2 separate regions of the Drosophila melanogaster genome follow, and region 2 is linked to region 1. Evidence: chromatin contacts called from public HiChIP or PLAC-seq data. All regions are on one chromosome and are shown on one strand. The core of a region is the stretch at or near the end of the contact, and the rest is flanking DNA. Distances in the headings are between cores, read along the strand shown.

What was found. HiChIP or PLAC-seq counts read pairs in DNA pulled down with a chosen protein or histone mark.
Region 2: a contact with region 1 is called in a CP190 HiChIP or PLAC-seq map of the Kc167 cell line, with 5 times the contacts expected there. The contact joins the promoter of CG32301 here to the promoter of Cpr62Bc in region 1. A contact is called at or near these places in 9 of 107 Hi-C or Micro-C datasets (the Kc167 cell line, the S2 cell line, embryo and 2 more) and 1 of 6 datasets of contacts at active chromatin or transcription factors (the Kc167 cell line).

Annotation. Positions count from the first base shown.
Region 1 is chr3L:1,838,777-1,846,718 of dm6, reverse strand. It overlaps Cpr62Bc (Cuticular protein 62Bc), which reads left to right and starts at 4,635. Exons shown (of 3, transcript NM_139411.2): 1 at 4,635-4,729; 2 at 4,827-4,958; 3 at 5,532-6,438. The coding sequence starts at 4,715. The coding sequence ends at 5,927.
Region 2 is chr3L:2,241,436-2,249,377 of dm6, reverse strand. CG32301 reads right to left here and starts at 4,900. Exons shown (of 12, transcript NM_167939.3): 1 at 4,768-4,900; 2 at 4,572-4,712; 3 at 4,365-4,515; 4 at 3,968-4,305; 5 at 3,786-3,916; 6 at 2,791-3,732; 7 at 2,478-2,724; 8 at 2,335-2,424; 9 at 2,005-2,273; 10 at 1,546-1,949; 11 at 1,285-1,488; 12 at 764-1,232. The coding sequence starts at 4,848. The coding sequence ends at 895. It overlaps ACXD (Adenylyl cyclase X D), which reads right to left. Exons shown (of 12, transcript NM_138984.4): 7 at 7,815-7,942; 8 at 7,435-7,759; 9 at 7,105-7,373; 10 at 6,949-7,043; 11 at 6,743-6,894; 12 at 5,659-6,496. The coding sequence ends at 5,756. It overlaps CG32305, which reads right to left and starts at 743. Exons shown (of 12, transcript NM_167940.2): 1 at 654-743; 2 at 456-596; 3 at 260-404; 4 at 1-204. The coding sequence starts at 743.

The DNA of each region.
Region 1 (7,942 bases), core at 3,386-5,885:
GGATTGGTGCTTGAAGCCATTGTAGCACAGCCTTCTTTTTTAAGAATCTTCTGGGCCCCACATTCTTTAAGCAGCCAGCCTGCTTACCAGAGACCATAGACCAACTCCAGACCAGCTCGTGTAGATTTTGGGGCTTGCAGAAACTGGACTGTCATGTTGGTGGCGATAGACACAAGGCGGCGACACCCACGCAACGCAGACTAAAACACAAGCCGGGGGTTCAAAGGGAGTTGCATGTAGACCGAGTTCAATCTTTGATTACAGGGCAGCCACACGTCGACGTTGTGCAAGAAGCGATTGCCAACAATTGAGCTGCGGTTAACGCAGTCGTGGGATTGGGATGGGGGTGCACGGATCATAAGATCATAAGATGCGGCGGATGGAGACGGCGAGACATCTCTGTTGCGGCTTGCCTCGCGATTGTGTTGCAAGAGCGCCAGGTATGAAATATATATATATATATAACTATGAGTTATCGCGCTCTAGGAACAATTCTAAGCCGGATATGGCGAACAATGCGATAAGCATTGGACATGCCATGGGCCAGTGAACAATGCACTTTATCGAGAGCCAATAAATCAGCGAGCTGAGCCACAAATTTCAGCAACAAAAATGACAATGCCCAGACAATTACAAAACCATATAGAAACCAATTCGATACGAGAGACCCAAAGCGGAAATTTTGTAAAGCGCCACGCCCCCTGCGGACTGCAGTGAATGCATTGCGAAAAGCGATCAGCATGCACACCAAATGCGACCGAGGATTGGGTCCCGGGTCTTGTCTTGGCCTGGTCATGGCAAATTGCCATTGCTGGGTCTCCATTCTAAGCCTGGTCCGAGCTGGTCTGGGCCACCGCCTGAAGGTCGATCTGGTCGATCTGGTCGATCCGCGGAACAATGGTGGTGATCTATGTAAATTTCGAGCGACATAATTGCACGGATTAAGCTGTTGTCTGTTTACTGGTGTCTCCCCCCCATTCACATTTGTAATTGGACGGCTGATAAGCCGAACGCCCACCGAAAGTTTTGGCATTAAGCTGTCAGAAAATTGAAACCCAAATCTCGGAGCGTTTACAAAAATAACAATTTGGTAGGGAACCAATTGAAGTTGGTTTGACCTTGGTATAGTTACTTTTTTGGTGGTTGCACTTTACGAGAAAAGGAAAAAACAGATTTTCTTCACTGTATTATCAGATTTTAACTGAAATTTGTATGACAAGCAAATTGTGCCCCGGTGATTTTATTAATCAATTACGCTTTTTCTAACATTTTTTACCACGCTGCTGAACTCTTTTGTCTATTGATTGCAGTTTGATTTCCAGTGAATTCCATTCGGCGTTGGTCAAGGTCACCGGTTTGTTCAATTACTGCAGTTGGTATTGTTTTTTTTTTTCCATCGACTCCCTCTTTTCTGCGGTTTTTTTTTAACCACAAAGCGTAGTGGCCGCTGGTCGAAAATGATCAAAGCAAATCATGAGTAAATGTTAATTGCTGTGAGTCGTTTGGGCTTAGTTCAATATGTTAATTGCAATACGTTTTTGCATAATTAATTTAAATTATAACCTACGTTCTGCACTCACTGTTGACTTGTGAACTCGCTACCATCAGATCGTATTGCGCAAGGCATCTGACAGAACGAAACTCAAAATCAAACGAATGACTTGGGCAACGAACTTGTTTCGCATATTGCGCACACACGACCGCAACAACAATGCGAGGAAAAGCTGCAAACATTTGCCACTCAATCAGCAGCCGAACAGCTAGTGCAGCTAAGGCAACGCACACAAATTGCTTTAATTACAACAAATTTGTTTGAATATATATCAACTTGAGCTGAGTCCAAGCGCGTGCACTGCGAGAAAAAGGTCTTCCTTTAAGGCTAAAATCACGACTAGTACAAATTCCTAAGAGGGCTACATTACTTGCCATTAGAAATTCCGGGCTTGTTGTACTTAAAACCTCTTATATTTTCTCGCAGTATAGTCTAGGTAAATACTCTCTAACACCGCGAGTCACAGTGACTATTCACGTCGTGCACCCGCAGCTAAAAAAAATATGGCCAGCTCGGCGGCTCTCCACTCGTTTGGACACCACTCAAGTGGCCAGAGACTCGGATCTCGGATCTTGGTGCGCTGACATGACGAGCCAAGATCGGGCCAAGATTATTGCAACTGCTGCTGGCCACTTGGGCGTTGCGATTCTATGATTCTGCGAATCCGGCTGCCGACTGCAAAATGGGTGGTCTCTGGAACTCCGCGCCTGACTCATAACTGTTAAGATATATATTTGCGCCCATGTGGAGCGGATCTGTTGCACGTACTCAAATCTGAGTTTCAGCGGAAGGGGTGAATAATTAAATCGAAAAGGAAACGCGCAATGTGGCCAAAGAGTTTCGCATTCACGAATTCGTAATTGTCATTGTTGGGCTTAGTCTAGTCTAGTCTACTATAGTATAGTCTGTTTAAACTGGACTTGGTTCTGCCGCGGTGAGTGGCATATGATTGTTCAAGGAATTTCCACACATTTAACTAACGGGTTGGTGAATACCTAGGAAACGAAACCGCGTATCAAGGAAGTTGGTGGAACTGGTTTTGCATTGCATTGTTATATTAGAAGTTGTAATAAAATTTTGAGTGGCTTGAAACGATTGTTTATCAGGGATATTCTATCGACACAATGCGAACCACTGATCAGCCCTACCTCTTCCCAAATATGGCTCAATCTTCCATCAAAAGGCAATCAATTACAGCATTTTTGCTCGAACCCAATCGAAACCTAGTTTTTCAAAGTCTCGACTGCAAAAATTCAATTAATTGGCCACGACGGTGCGTCATTTTCCGCAAACAAAGGACGCAATCAGATCGTGCTCTAATTCAGGCAAACTCAAAGATGCAGTTTGAATATTTAGAGGGGTATATCATAAAGGGGGGATGGGAAACTTTAAAGAAATATAATTAAATTCTAAGGAAGCTCATTGTCTACTTACTTACCAACTAACCATTCCCAACTGCCCATTCTACGAAAATCAACATGTGTAAAGTAATCTGGACTAACTTTCGGATAAGTAAACCCTCTTTTTTAACTACGCCCCTGCTGAGATTAAAACTGTTAGTGATCCGTTACACGTCGTTTGCTGCTGTGTCGTGCTAACCTTGAGATGATTACTTCAATTTGTAGTACGCGATGGCCAGCCTGGCATAAATGGTGGCTCAGAGGGGGGGGGGGGGGGGGGGGCACCAAAGGGGGAATGTCAGAGCCGAGCTACTAATTCGAGACAATTTATTAAATGAGTCGAAGCAGGGCAAGTACGTAGCATAAGCCTGGCGCAAATATGCCGTAAAACAAAGCAAGGCAGCCCTCAAAAATATGACAAAACCAAACGCTTTTGCTTTTTTACTGTTCGTAGTTTTGGCCTGGTAATGAGTTGGGGCTGAACTGGCGTCTATTTTGGCCATAATGATGTGGCGCCACGCTGCGCCCCACTTCAAAGGCGTTTCTACAGCGTCTTCGGGTGGTGGCCTCCCCATAGCACACCCCTCTTGTCTTTCCCAGATGGGTTTAATAAGCAAAACGGCCTACATGGCAATTAAAAAAGTGTCAGTAGGAACAACAGTCAGTGCACTGGAAAACAATTGAAGAACAAAGCCACTTGCTGACTTTAGTTAAAAGTATTGCAAAAATATCTCAAGATTTATGGGATTTCATGAGTCAGTAGCTCGTTTTAGTGGAATGATACCACTGATGTTTTACTAAGACTTCGAAATTAATCTACAATACCTCAAACCATTTTTGGCAGTGTACTATCACATTAACCAAAAGATTTGACAGACGACGCCCGCTGCAAGCAAAATAAGGCACAGAAAACGTAGAACATAGAAAACTTCGACTTGAAGCCCACGAAACAGACGAGCGAACAAATTGCAACATGCAACAGAAAAAAACCATGGGGATTTTCAGGAGGGGGCTGCAACACCGCCGCCCACCGAAATGCAATTTTAACTTATTTCAGCCATTGTCTTTTTATTTCATAAATATTTGTGTTTACGGCTAATTTTATTCGTGCGCGAAGATTGTTTTTGCTAGGTAGTTTAGAGCTTGCAAAGGCCATTTCAATTAAATCGTGATGGGAGATGGTAATATATAGATAGCCAACTTTTTTCCGATCATGATTTCATAATTAATACGCCTTAATAATGGCCAATTTGATATGTTAATACGAGTATTGATTTCAGCAGATAGAACTCGCATTAAGTGAGGTTTTCCCTTCCATTTCACAATTATTTCGACTTCGATTTGCATACATCGCCGGTTATCTCAGAAATCAGACAATTTCCAAAGACAAACCACAGCCAGCCAACAGTCGCTCCACATCTGAACTGAACTTCACTCTCGTTTTTTTTCGCTGAAAAGCATTAAATAATTGTGAATTGTTGGTGGGGAAGGGGGGGCGTTGCAGGGGCGTTGTGGGGGCCTCAACTTCTTGGGCTTCGCTCCGCAAAGCTCGGCTTTGGCTGGTATTTCATTGTAGTTTTGTTTTTGCCCCTGCTGACCGACTGGCATTCGGCTTTTTGTGACTCGGCTCGGTTTGGGCCGCTCGGGCGTTGTCTTGTATATAAAAGCGGCTTCCTTCTTGGTTCTAGTTATCAGTTGAATCCAGCTCAACGTACAGCACACACTCGCGTCTGCAAGAAACAAAATCCCAAAAATCCAAACAATGGCATTCTTCAAAGTGAGTGAACAGGACAGCCCTGTGACAGCCAAAAGTGCCCTGTGATCCAATCGAAATAGCAAACTAATAAAACAAACCCCTATCCCCTGTGATCTAGTCCCTCATCTGCCTGGCCGTCCTGAGCGCCGCCTCCGCCGGAGTCCTCCACGGACATGGTGCTGGTCTCTACGCCGCCGCCCCGGCCATCTATGCCGGCCATGGTCACCACGACGAGGGAATCGATTACCATGTAAGTGGGCAAGATAACCCAAAAAGGATTAACTTTCAAAGTAGCGCATATGAGGATTACTAACTCTTAAAGAAAATCAATGTCCTACTATTGGAATCCATTTGACTTGTTTAAAACATACATTTTGAAAAGCTTCCTCTTAATTGAAAATGTGCATCATGAGTTTATTGCTCTTTTAAAATCAAACGACTACAATACCATCCAGAGCTAAGAAATGCATGCATCTTGACTCATAAAAATTACTTATACGACACGTAATCCCTCCCGCAAACATTACTCATACGACCTGTAAGCCCGAAAAAGTTATACAGCCTACCGGCTGTTCATGCAATCATAAAATTATACTTAATATGCCCTAAAACTGACACCATCAGTCCGCACAACCTCTCACCCACTCCTCTGTGGATGCTGGTGGCCCAGGGTCACTGTGGCATTTGCCATTTAGCCATTTTCCCACGCTAGCTTCATTAGCATGGCCAGCTGCTTCGAGTGGCGTGTGGCATGCACATAAAATTAGCACCCAATCCTAGCAGGCCCGTACTCTTCTCATGGAATCTTTACGCCAATCCGCAGGCCTACCCCAAGTACCACTACAACTACGGAGTGGCTGACTCTCACACCGGAGACGTGAAGTCGCAGCACGAAGTGCGTGATGGTGATGTCGTCAAGGGATCCTACTCTCTGGTGGAGCCCGATGGTTCGGTGCGCACCGTGGAGTACACCGCCGATGACCACAATGGCTTCAACGCCGTCGTCCACAAGACCGGCCCCACTGTGCACCACGCCGCTCCCGCTGTGGTTGCCCACGCCGCTCCCGCCGTGGTCCATGCCGCTCCGGCCTATGCCCCAGCCATTGCCCACCATGTGGCCGCCGCTCCCGCCGTGCCCTACGCCGGATCCCTGGCGCATCAGGTGCCCGCCTACGGATACGCCACCCACAACGCTCACGCGCATGTGGCCCACTACTAAGGAAGTGGAGCAGTCCGCTGGATGCACCACCTGAAGCACCACCTGCACCGCTAACACCACTCTTCTGTAATTTATTAAGCACGTTGACGACCTCACAAAACGGCTGATCGATCCACTGACGAAGCCTGCTAAAATACTCAGTACCACAGTCATGTCCATCATGTCCTGCCGTGGATTCCCCGGACTTTCCCGGCAGCCTCTGTCTCCCTCACACACACACACACACATTGCCGTCTCTGTCTCAGCTTTCGCGCAATTCTCTCTTTTGTTTGTTAATCAACCTTCTCTTTAATTGTAAATAATGAAAACATCGAGTGAGGAACAAACGCCCATCCTGCCACACGCCCACGAAGAAGAACCAACCTGAAAAGATGAAGAAAAACGAACAAAATGTAAAAAAAAATAATAAAAAAAAACACATGTATTATAATAATTTTGTGTATACTATAAGTTTGAAGCTGAAACGGCTGACAATGCTATAAATACAAAATGTAGAGAATTATAAAAATTCAAATATTTCGTTTTTTTACTGCACAGAAAGGAACTGAAAACATAGATTGATCTTTAATTTGATTATTCTGTTTTATCTTACAATTAATTAGTTGATTGGCATTTCTGATCAGAACACATTCACTTTCAAATTGATTCCAAGTATGGGTAATTATGGTTTCCATTAGTTATGAATGTTATGGAAATTGATGGGTAGAGAGCACTTCGTCGAGATCACGCCACTTGATTGACAATAATCGATCTGGCTAATTTGTGGGCGTGGAGTGAAAAAGGTGAAGGTAATCATCGGCGGTTGATTATCATTTGATCCGCCAATAACCAGTTGGTGTTTATTAACTGATTATTTATCTGCAGAAGAACTATGCCATCTGTACTCTGGCAAGACGTGCGCTTTCATAATAAGATTCGCATCAGCATTCATATGAAACTTGAAGCTTAAATATAAAACTATATATAGCCTTATGTATCTGGAATTTGCATTCATAGAGTTTTCTTAATTTCCGATTTAAGGATATTTCACCAGATGCACTACTCGAACTCATTAAATGGGCTTTCTTTAATATTATTTTGTAGAAAACTTTTGGGCATTGATTTCTTAAACAACTTTAAACTACGATTTCAAATTGATTTTTGAAGGCTTAGAAAAAAATAGATAGATGATGTGTGCTTTTTGGCTGCTATAAACAAGACTTACAGTCATAGACTACTTTCAAGCTTAATAAAAACAATATGAATGCTACAAGCAACTATGCCACTGTATTTTTTATTGAAAAGCCATTTTAAACATTTATTAAACTTTATTATTACTATTATTTTACTACTTATATTATTAGTTATTAAATTAATTATTTAGTTAGTACCTTATAGATATGTAGAATTTTTTAATAAGGGTTTCATACTAAGCATACCTTTTTATTGGCTTACAAATATACAACAATTTCCCTAGAAATGTATCCTTTCCAATAGACACTTTTTTAATAACACATAACAAGGTCGATTGATGCCACCGCATTTTGCCTATCCACTTACGCACTTTTACTTTTGTGGCCGTTGGAAGCCACCGCAGAAGGGTGCCCACGGTGGAGTTGCCCCCCAGTGCGGTCACAAGTTCGGGGGCATCTCTCCAGCGAAGACAATAAACAAATAAAGCATAACTTAAAACATTTAAGTCACAAGAGATGAGTGTGTGGAGGCTTCCGCATGCAACAAATCTTCGCATTTCCGTCACATTTAACGTGCGAACAAAACGAAACAAAGCCAAATATTGATCTCTTAATGGGCACAACGTGGTTTTTGGTCTACACTCTAGACAAATGGCCAACGATCAAAACAGAGACGTCGGGAAAATGGTGCAAAAGTGCTGGGTGAGGGAAAAAGAATTTATCAGAGATCAGTGGGCAGCGGAGCGTTTAAATGTGCGCATTTTTCGAGCTCGAAGCAAAACAAAAGGGTGAATATGCCATACGTGGTCTCCATTAATTCACTTGAGTCGAAAAACAAAAAAA
Region 2 (7,942 bases), core at 3,651-6,150, 400 kb before region 1:
CTTGATCGTTCAGATACTGCATATAGAAAGCGTAGCCGATATAAATTATGGATACCACCATTCCCAGGACATATACTGAGCTTCCCTGGTAGAATGCGATGGGTAGAGTCATGTAGACACTGACCAGGACAACATGGTCGTAGCAAGGCACAGTGGGATACGCTGCACCACTATAGATGGTCCCCAGGAGGTCAGAAACGAGGTCTGCAAGGAAGAAATAGTTAGAAGTGGTAGGACTATGATGTACCAACCACTTCACCCATAGAGGTTAGAAAAAGTGCCATCAGCCATGAGATGAGCGTATTCGTAATCATCCCAACGTTATTCTGCATGCTCAATAGCATAATGAAGGGACTGAAAAGCATAACCGCAAAGTAGGGTACCATGGTCACCAGTATAATATCCTAAGGAAATCGATGTAGTCTTACGCAGGACACTATATCAGATGGGACTACCTTGACTAGGGCTAGCAGCAGAATCACGTGAGCTACCATCAATAGTTCCACATGCCAAATAATTTGAACCACATTCGACATCAGGGCCAGCTCACGAAGGCGAGAGCAGGCCAATTCCAGGCGTAGATTCTGACACTTGTTCTGAAATTGGTAACAATCTTAGTGGTTAAGCCACACAAGATGGTCTACCTGGCCTACCTTCAAGTGCCGCCATTCCAAATCCTTTACGGTGCTCAGTGAGCGGTAGGCAACCACGTCTTCCTGGTAATATGGGTTATCGTTATCCATTTAGACTTTGAAAAATGTTTGGCGAGAACTATTTGAGTTTACTATATATATACTGTGACTTATTTCTCAAGCCAAAATAGAGCAGATATTCCTTAACTCCAATCATATATGTATAACTTTGCATTGAGACCTTAAGTGAACCACAATATTTCTATCTTTCAGCTCTTTTTTCATCTAACCAATGCACGGAGACTATGCTGCCCTTGTGCGAATCGTTATCTGGGCTATGCTGTTGGAAGTGTAGATTCTCGTCCAGGTCGACAAGGTAAGTGGGCACTTGGCCCACTCCCTTCACAAAGGTCATCCCTCGATAAGTGCAGCGAATGTTAAAGTCGCGCAGAACGTTCGCAGTGCTTTCGGTCACGTGAATGCCATCCCTCACTCCCGTGGAAGTCATCCGGGAGGCCATGTTGACAGTGTGTCCCCAGATGTCGTAGTGCGGCTTGGAGAGTCCCACAACGCCGGCCATCACAGGTCCATGTGCGATGCCTGAGATTGGGAGGAAAGTTAGAGTCGCAGACGAAATAAATATTGGACTCACCAATCTTCAAGCTGCCAGTTAATTTGGAATCCTTTTCGAAGAAAATTCCCTTGGAACGGATATCTCGGAGGATGCGAAGTAAGTTCAAAGCGAATTCAGTCATGACCAGGATTGTATTATCATCCTCGTTCGTAGTTGCCTGTGTGGGGTGCAGATCCTTGATCATTATCTCATCACCATCCATGGGGGCAAAGCGAACAGAACCTAGGAATGCGCAATTATGAGACCACCTTAATCATGTATGAAATAAACCGGACAAACCAGATTTCTGAAGTTTATCGGACTCCCGATTGGTGGAGATGGGAACGCTGACCGAAAAGTCCGTGTAGTGATCGACGTGCAGGCCGCAGGCCGCTAAGTATGTCCAGCCCATCACCTTGATCTTCTCGATTTTGTACCAGGATTGGTAGTTAACCAAGAGTTCGTCGAAGTAGCAGATCATCTCGTGAAGAGCTCGCAGACCCGACTTATCCGCCTCGTAGTTCTCGATGGTGGCAAACATCACGGCCACCTGGGAGAAGTTCTCGTAGTACAGTTGATCGCTGCGCCGACGCACTTTGAACACCTCAGCCACATGGGTGGGCAGAATGTTGGCCATGATGATCTTGATGGTTCGGGTTTTGACCTTGGTCAGCTCGTGCTTCTTCTCGAAACACATGCTCATGCTGAGTAAAGTAGGTAAGTATATGAACTAACAAACTAACCAACTAACTAACTAACAAGTAGCTCGCCTTTAGGATGTAGTTGAGGTAGCCTTCGCGAACCACTACCACGATGAAGAAGGCAACCATGTACCAGGAGTGGGCAAGGCTCGATGTCACGCCTATATTGGTGGTTTGCGATCGCTCAAAGGCGAATCCGTAGTAGGCGTGTACAGTGATCACGTGGGAGCCAAGGATGGCCAGGCCCACTCCTAACTTTATGATCAGCGGAATGCCAATGATGACCAACATAAGGCTGAGCACGATGACTACGGCATAAGTCACTCCCTAGTGGGATAATTTGAACTGGATTTGAAAAAGCTGATCGCTCTTAATTCGAAATACCAACCCAAGGCATGAAGCATAACATCTGGGGTCTCAAGTTATGCAGCTCGGAATTTATAATCTCCAGCTCGAGCCTGGCTATATCACAGGAAAACTATGGTAGCTAGTCAGTCACTTATGGAACTCAGAGGTACGAAAGGGACTCACCACTGTTTCCGAAGACATCACATAAAGCAGGAATAATACCATGATGGCCAGTGGTATCCGAACGAACACCGACTTCTCGATCAGATCGGAGGCCTTGATGAACCAACGACTCAGGAAGAAAGTGGGTTGCGTTATGGGCGAAAGTCGGCGACCACGTAGCCAAAGCTTTTTATAGGACGCCAGCAAAAGTGGCAAGAGGATGAGCAGAAATAGGCTGAACAACATGGTATAGTCCATGGCTTCGCTCCTGAAAACAAATAAAAAGCAGCAGCAACGTAGCGGATTTGCAATTGAAATAGTATTATAAACTCACTTAACGAGTAGGTCCATGGCTATGATCGTGGCTCCAGCGAAGACCATCATCCCTAGGCTGTACTTCATTAAAAGGTCCCGCATTTTGTTGAAGGACCACTCCATCCTCCAGCTGCGGAAAGTGGTGAAGAGGTAGTACGACTCGAGATGGAATCGATACTCCTCGTTGATGTCCTCCTTTGCTATTCGGTGCATAGGTCGTCGAATCTTGCACGTCTGAACTCGGTTCACCGGCATGTGCTCCACCTCGAGAATCATGTCACGCTGCGCCTTAACCTGGATGTCCTCGTAGTCCTGACTGAAACTGAAGCTGAAACGGTAGTCGTTCAGCGAGAAATTATCGTCCTCCAAGTCGTCGGTGTCCTCGAAATTCGGAAGACGACTTCTTATCAGGTAGGTACTCAGATTAGACCGCTGCAGGAGAGGATCCAGCTTGGCCGTATCAGTACCCTCCTCATACACGTAGTGGTTGTCCAACAGGCCCAAAGTGCGGCTAGAAATGTGCACCATTCCAGGAAGTCCACTTGACTCTAGCCGATTAGTGATGTCGACGTCTTTCGACCAAATGTCGAACTGCCACTTGGTGAGCCCAATGATCCCAGCTAGTATCTCCCCCGAGTGCACACCGATCCGAAGGTCGATCTTCTTGTTTCGTCGCTTGCTGACTTCTCGGCTTATCTCAATCATGTCCAGAGCCTGGTTCACACAGGCGTTGGCGTGGGTAGGAAAGTAGCTGGGAATCCCAGTGACGCAGGTGTATGAATCGCCCAGGAACTTGATGCGGGTGGCCCTGTTGTGGTTGGCAGCCAGATCGAAGCTAACGAACAACTCGTGCAAGATGGCCACAAGATCCGAAACTTCCATGGTGGTGGTTAGACCCGTAAAGTCAACCATATCCGCTTCTAGAATAGATACTTCCGGATGGGGCTCCATAAAGAGATGTCTGTGAGCAATTAATTGCTTTCAATCAACTGCCTTTTAATCTGTATAACTCACCGTGTTTTCGTAAAGGGCATTAAATTAGACGGATCCTCTTCGATGTGACTGGCGATGGCGTCTTGCAAAGATCTCGCCAGAGTTACTGGTATAATCGAGTCCAGCAGGGCCTTTTCCTCTTTCATAGCCATCTAAGAAATTGTTATAAGGTAACTAGCACATAGAAATTTAGATTTACTCACTTGAAACACCAAGTTCTGGTACACCACCTGGTAACGACTCAGTATTCCGCTTCTCATGTTGTACTCTTGGAATCTGGAAAGGAACATGCACAGCATGTTCAGAAAGAACAGGTACGCCCCATAAGCCGTCAGCTCCCACACTTTATCCAGTGTGCTAATCTTGTCTATCAACGCCATGTAGCCAAAGTAGAACAGTGAAACGGCCAGGCCCAAAAAGTAAGCCCTGCCGTTTTTCACAAAGGCTATTGGAAACATCAGGTATATCAGGACAATCACAACGTGATCATAACTTGGTACTAGGGAAAAGGGCCTGAAGTAACAGATGGGCAGTATCAAGTCTGAAATGGATGAGATCTTAGTGTGAACCTTGGATACGAGTGTCGCAGAAATCACAAACCCATCGCAGTCAAAAGCAGAGCCATTAAACAGCTGACCAATATGGCAATGGATTCGTATTGCTCGACGTTGGGCTCCCTGCTAGGCATCAGAATGGATGGAGTGAGTAACATGACCGCGAAATAGGGAAGTACGGTGAGGAAATCAATGTTCTGCATCGGAGGAAACCCAGTTATTTAAAGCGATGCGATTGCGGTATTTTTCCCACCTTAACCACGCTGAACAGCAGAATCACATGGATGAGCATCAAAATTTCGATGACTATAATAAGTTGGGTCACAAGGGCCACCGAAACCAGGTGACAATGCCGATGGTAAACGCCTTCCAGACGCAACTCGCGGCACTTGTACTGCAATTGAATGGTACTTGGACACTTGGAAAGCTATTTCCGCAACATGGCATACCCGCAGGAGTTTCCACTCGTAGCCCGGCATGTTGCCAAGCGAGCGGTAGTCCACTACATTTTTGCTGTAGGCCGGATCCATTTCGTCAGTGTGTATATTGTAAACAAATTGTGTTTTTATAATAAAGTTATGACATAAAATAAAAAGGGTTTTTTTATTTTTCACTTTTGTCACTTTTACAAAATTCTTGGTTTTTAGGCCGTTATAAACGGTAGACATTTGAAATTCAAATAAAACGGGCAAAACGTATTTAAATTTCAGCCAAAACTGTTGCATACTTTTGGGCTTGGCGCGGGACAAACTTATTTAAATTTCACCCAAAACTGTTGCATACTTTTGGGCTTGGTGAGAACAGTTCAAAAAATACGGCCACACTGCACAGTTCACTCCGCAGATACGTGCAGCCCAAAAGTATGCAATGGAATATTAAGTATTAAAAATTTCGACCAGCCACCTGCTGCAGATTTCTGTTCGCCTGGTATCAGGAAACAGAATTTCTTCGATTTAGACCGACCAATTTGCGGCGATTCGTGGGACATTCGTGGCTTTTAACACCAAGTAAACATAATCTTTAACAAGCTTCTGTTAGGAATCAATTGGTCACCTTCTGCGATTTCTGTTCGCCTGGTACTTAAATCGAAAAATCTCCCAATTTGCCCAACCAAATTGGCCTCAAGTGAGCGCACATTTCCAGGTTTGCTGCACCAAGCGATCATAATCTGTAGAGCAAGGATGCTGGGAAAATCAATGGTCACCTCCTAGTGTTGCTGTTCGCCTGGTATTGTAAACGGCAATCTCCCAGTTGTGTGCTCCAATTTGATTGACTTTTGACACACAGCCACCGTATTTTTTCCCATAATCAACAAAATAGAAATTCTGAATGCAAGTTTAGTTCGAATTACAGCTTTTATTTGCGACTGTCCTAAACCTATTATACTCTATATTTACATACATGCATGTCCTAAATCTAATCTCTGGTAAATTTCAGCTAGTCTTCTTTGGTTGGCGCGGCCGGGCGATGTGGCAGGAACTGGTATTCGCTGTCGATGCCGATGATGTAGGTGGGAATGTTGCCACGCCCCTTGACGAAGGTCATGCCGCGGTAGTTGCACTGAATGTTAAACTCGCGCAGCTTAAGCGCCGTGTTCTCGGTGACCTGAATCTGGCCGGGCACGCCGGTGGAGTCCATGCGCGAGGCCATGTTCACGGGATTGCCCCAGATGTCATAGTGGGGCTTCGAGATGCCCACCACCCCGGCCATGGCCCTGCCGTGCGAGATGCCGATCCTCAGCATGCCGTAGTCGGTGCTGCCCTCGTACTCCGTCTGCATGTTCTCCGTGTTGAAGCGGCGCATCGTGCGCATCAGGTCCAGGGCGAACTCGGCCATCACGCGCACCACCTCGTTGCTGCTGCTCCCGTTGTGGGTGCTACTGATGCGCGGCCCGCTGGTGATCACGTTGCCCTCGTACTGACCCCGCTCCAAGTCGAGATCCAGGGCTATGTTGCTGCCGTTTCCGTACGGCACCCGCTGCACTCCGTCCGCATTGGAGCTTCGTGCTCCGTCGTAGCGACTCCTGCGCCCGTTGGGCATGAGGGAAACGTTGCGGAACTTCATCTGCGGGGCGTTCACCTGCTCCGAACGAGAGACGTCTAGGCCACAGGCCGCCATGTACGTCCAGTTGGCCACCTTGATCTTCTCCACGCGCAGACTCTGCGAGTACTTGTTCAACTATAAGCGGAGAAGCGGATAATTCAATTAGATATATTTATTTCTTTCTATTTATTTATGGTTAAGGGTTCCCTTCAATTGACAAGAGTGGAGTTTATCTCAAAAGAATGCCACTGCTATCTAATTGAAGACGCACTTCGTTCCATTACGATTCGATAAGATTGCTATGCTGCGTTACGAAGTGCCTAAATTTAGGTACTATTTCTAGGGGGGATTCACGGAAAACGATGCCAGACTACTACTCACCACATCGTCAAAGTCGCAGATAATCTCATTGAGCACCCGCAGTCCGATCTTGTCGGTGTCGAAGTTTTTGATCGAGGCGAACATCACGGCCACATTATCGTACTCCTCGTAGTAGAGCTCGTTCTGCAGTTGATTCGACAGATAGAAGTCGGCTGGATGGGCGGATGGAGTTAGTATGTCACCAGCTGGCCACTTGGCAAACTTACCAACATGTGTGGGCAGAATATTGGTGAGGAGCACTTTAATGGTGTCATTGGTGATCAGGGCGTCCTCCTGCTTCTTAATTAGCTGCCGTTTCCAGCTGCCAAATGAATTATGTGTGAGTAAGCGATTCTCGTAAGAGGTGAGTTCACTGTAGTTACTTGTAATCCACTTTGGCAATGAACTCCGTCTGCCGCTCCATCAAGTGAAAAATGCCGAACGTTATGATCATCAGCAGGATATGCGAGTACTTGGCGTTGAAGTTCACATTGGTGGAGGGGCTGTTGGCGTAGATGAAGTTGAACTCGGACACCACCAGCACCGCGTAGCCGATCATTATCAAAGCAGAGAAGCAGGACTTGATGATGAAGGGGATTCGCGTGAAGAGGAAGGACATGCCAATTACCAGGGTCATGCAATTGGTGAGTATCTGCAGGGAAGGTAGTTTGTGTAATTAAACTTTTCATCACAGAATCTGGGGACTCTCCCACCCAAGGATGAAAGCACTGAACCCGCTCGTCGTAGGTCGGATCCAGATCCGCGTAGTCCTCGTCACTGCTGCATCCCACCACTTGCATAATGGCCACCGCGCAATAGGAGAAGATGATCAGGAAGTACATCACCACCCGGATGACCACATTGCGCTGCATCTCATCCGACATGCGGAAGAGGAAGCCACTGAGCCGGCCGTTCGGCGAGGACACATCCGCATCGGACATGTACATGATCCAGAGCTTCTTGTACCAGGACACGATCAGCAGCATGGTGAGCAGGATAATCGTGGTGCCATCTATGTACCAGTAGTGATAGCGAGCACTGAAGTGGACATCAAAGGTAAATAACTAGTGGACTAAGGACAGCCATCACTTACTCCTTGCTCAGCAGCTGGATGGTCAGCAGACCCATGTAAATGACCCAAGCCAAAGCAATGCTGTACTTGAGCATCACATCCGGCTCCTTGATATACTGGAACTCCCAGTTGCGGATGCGAAAGAACAG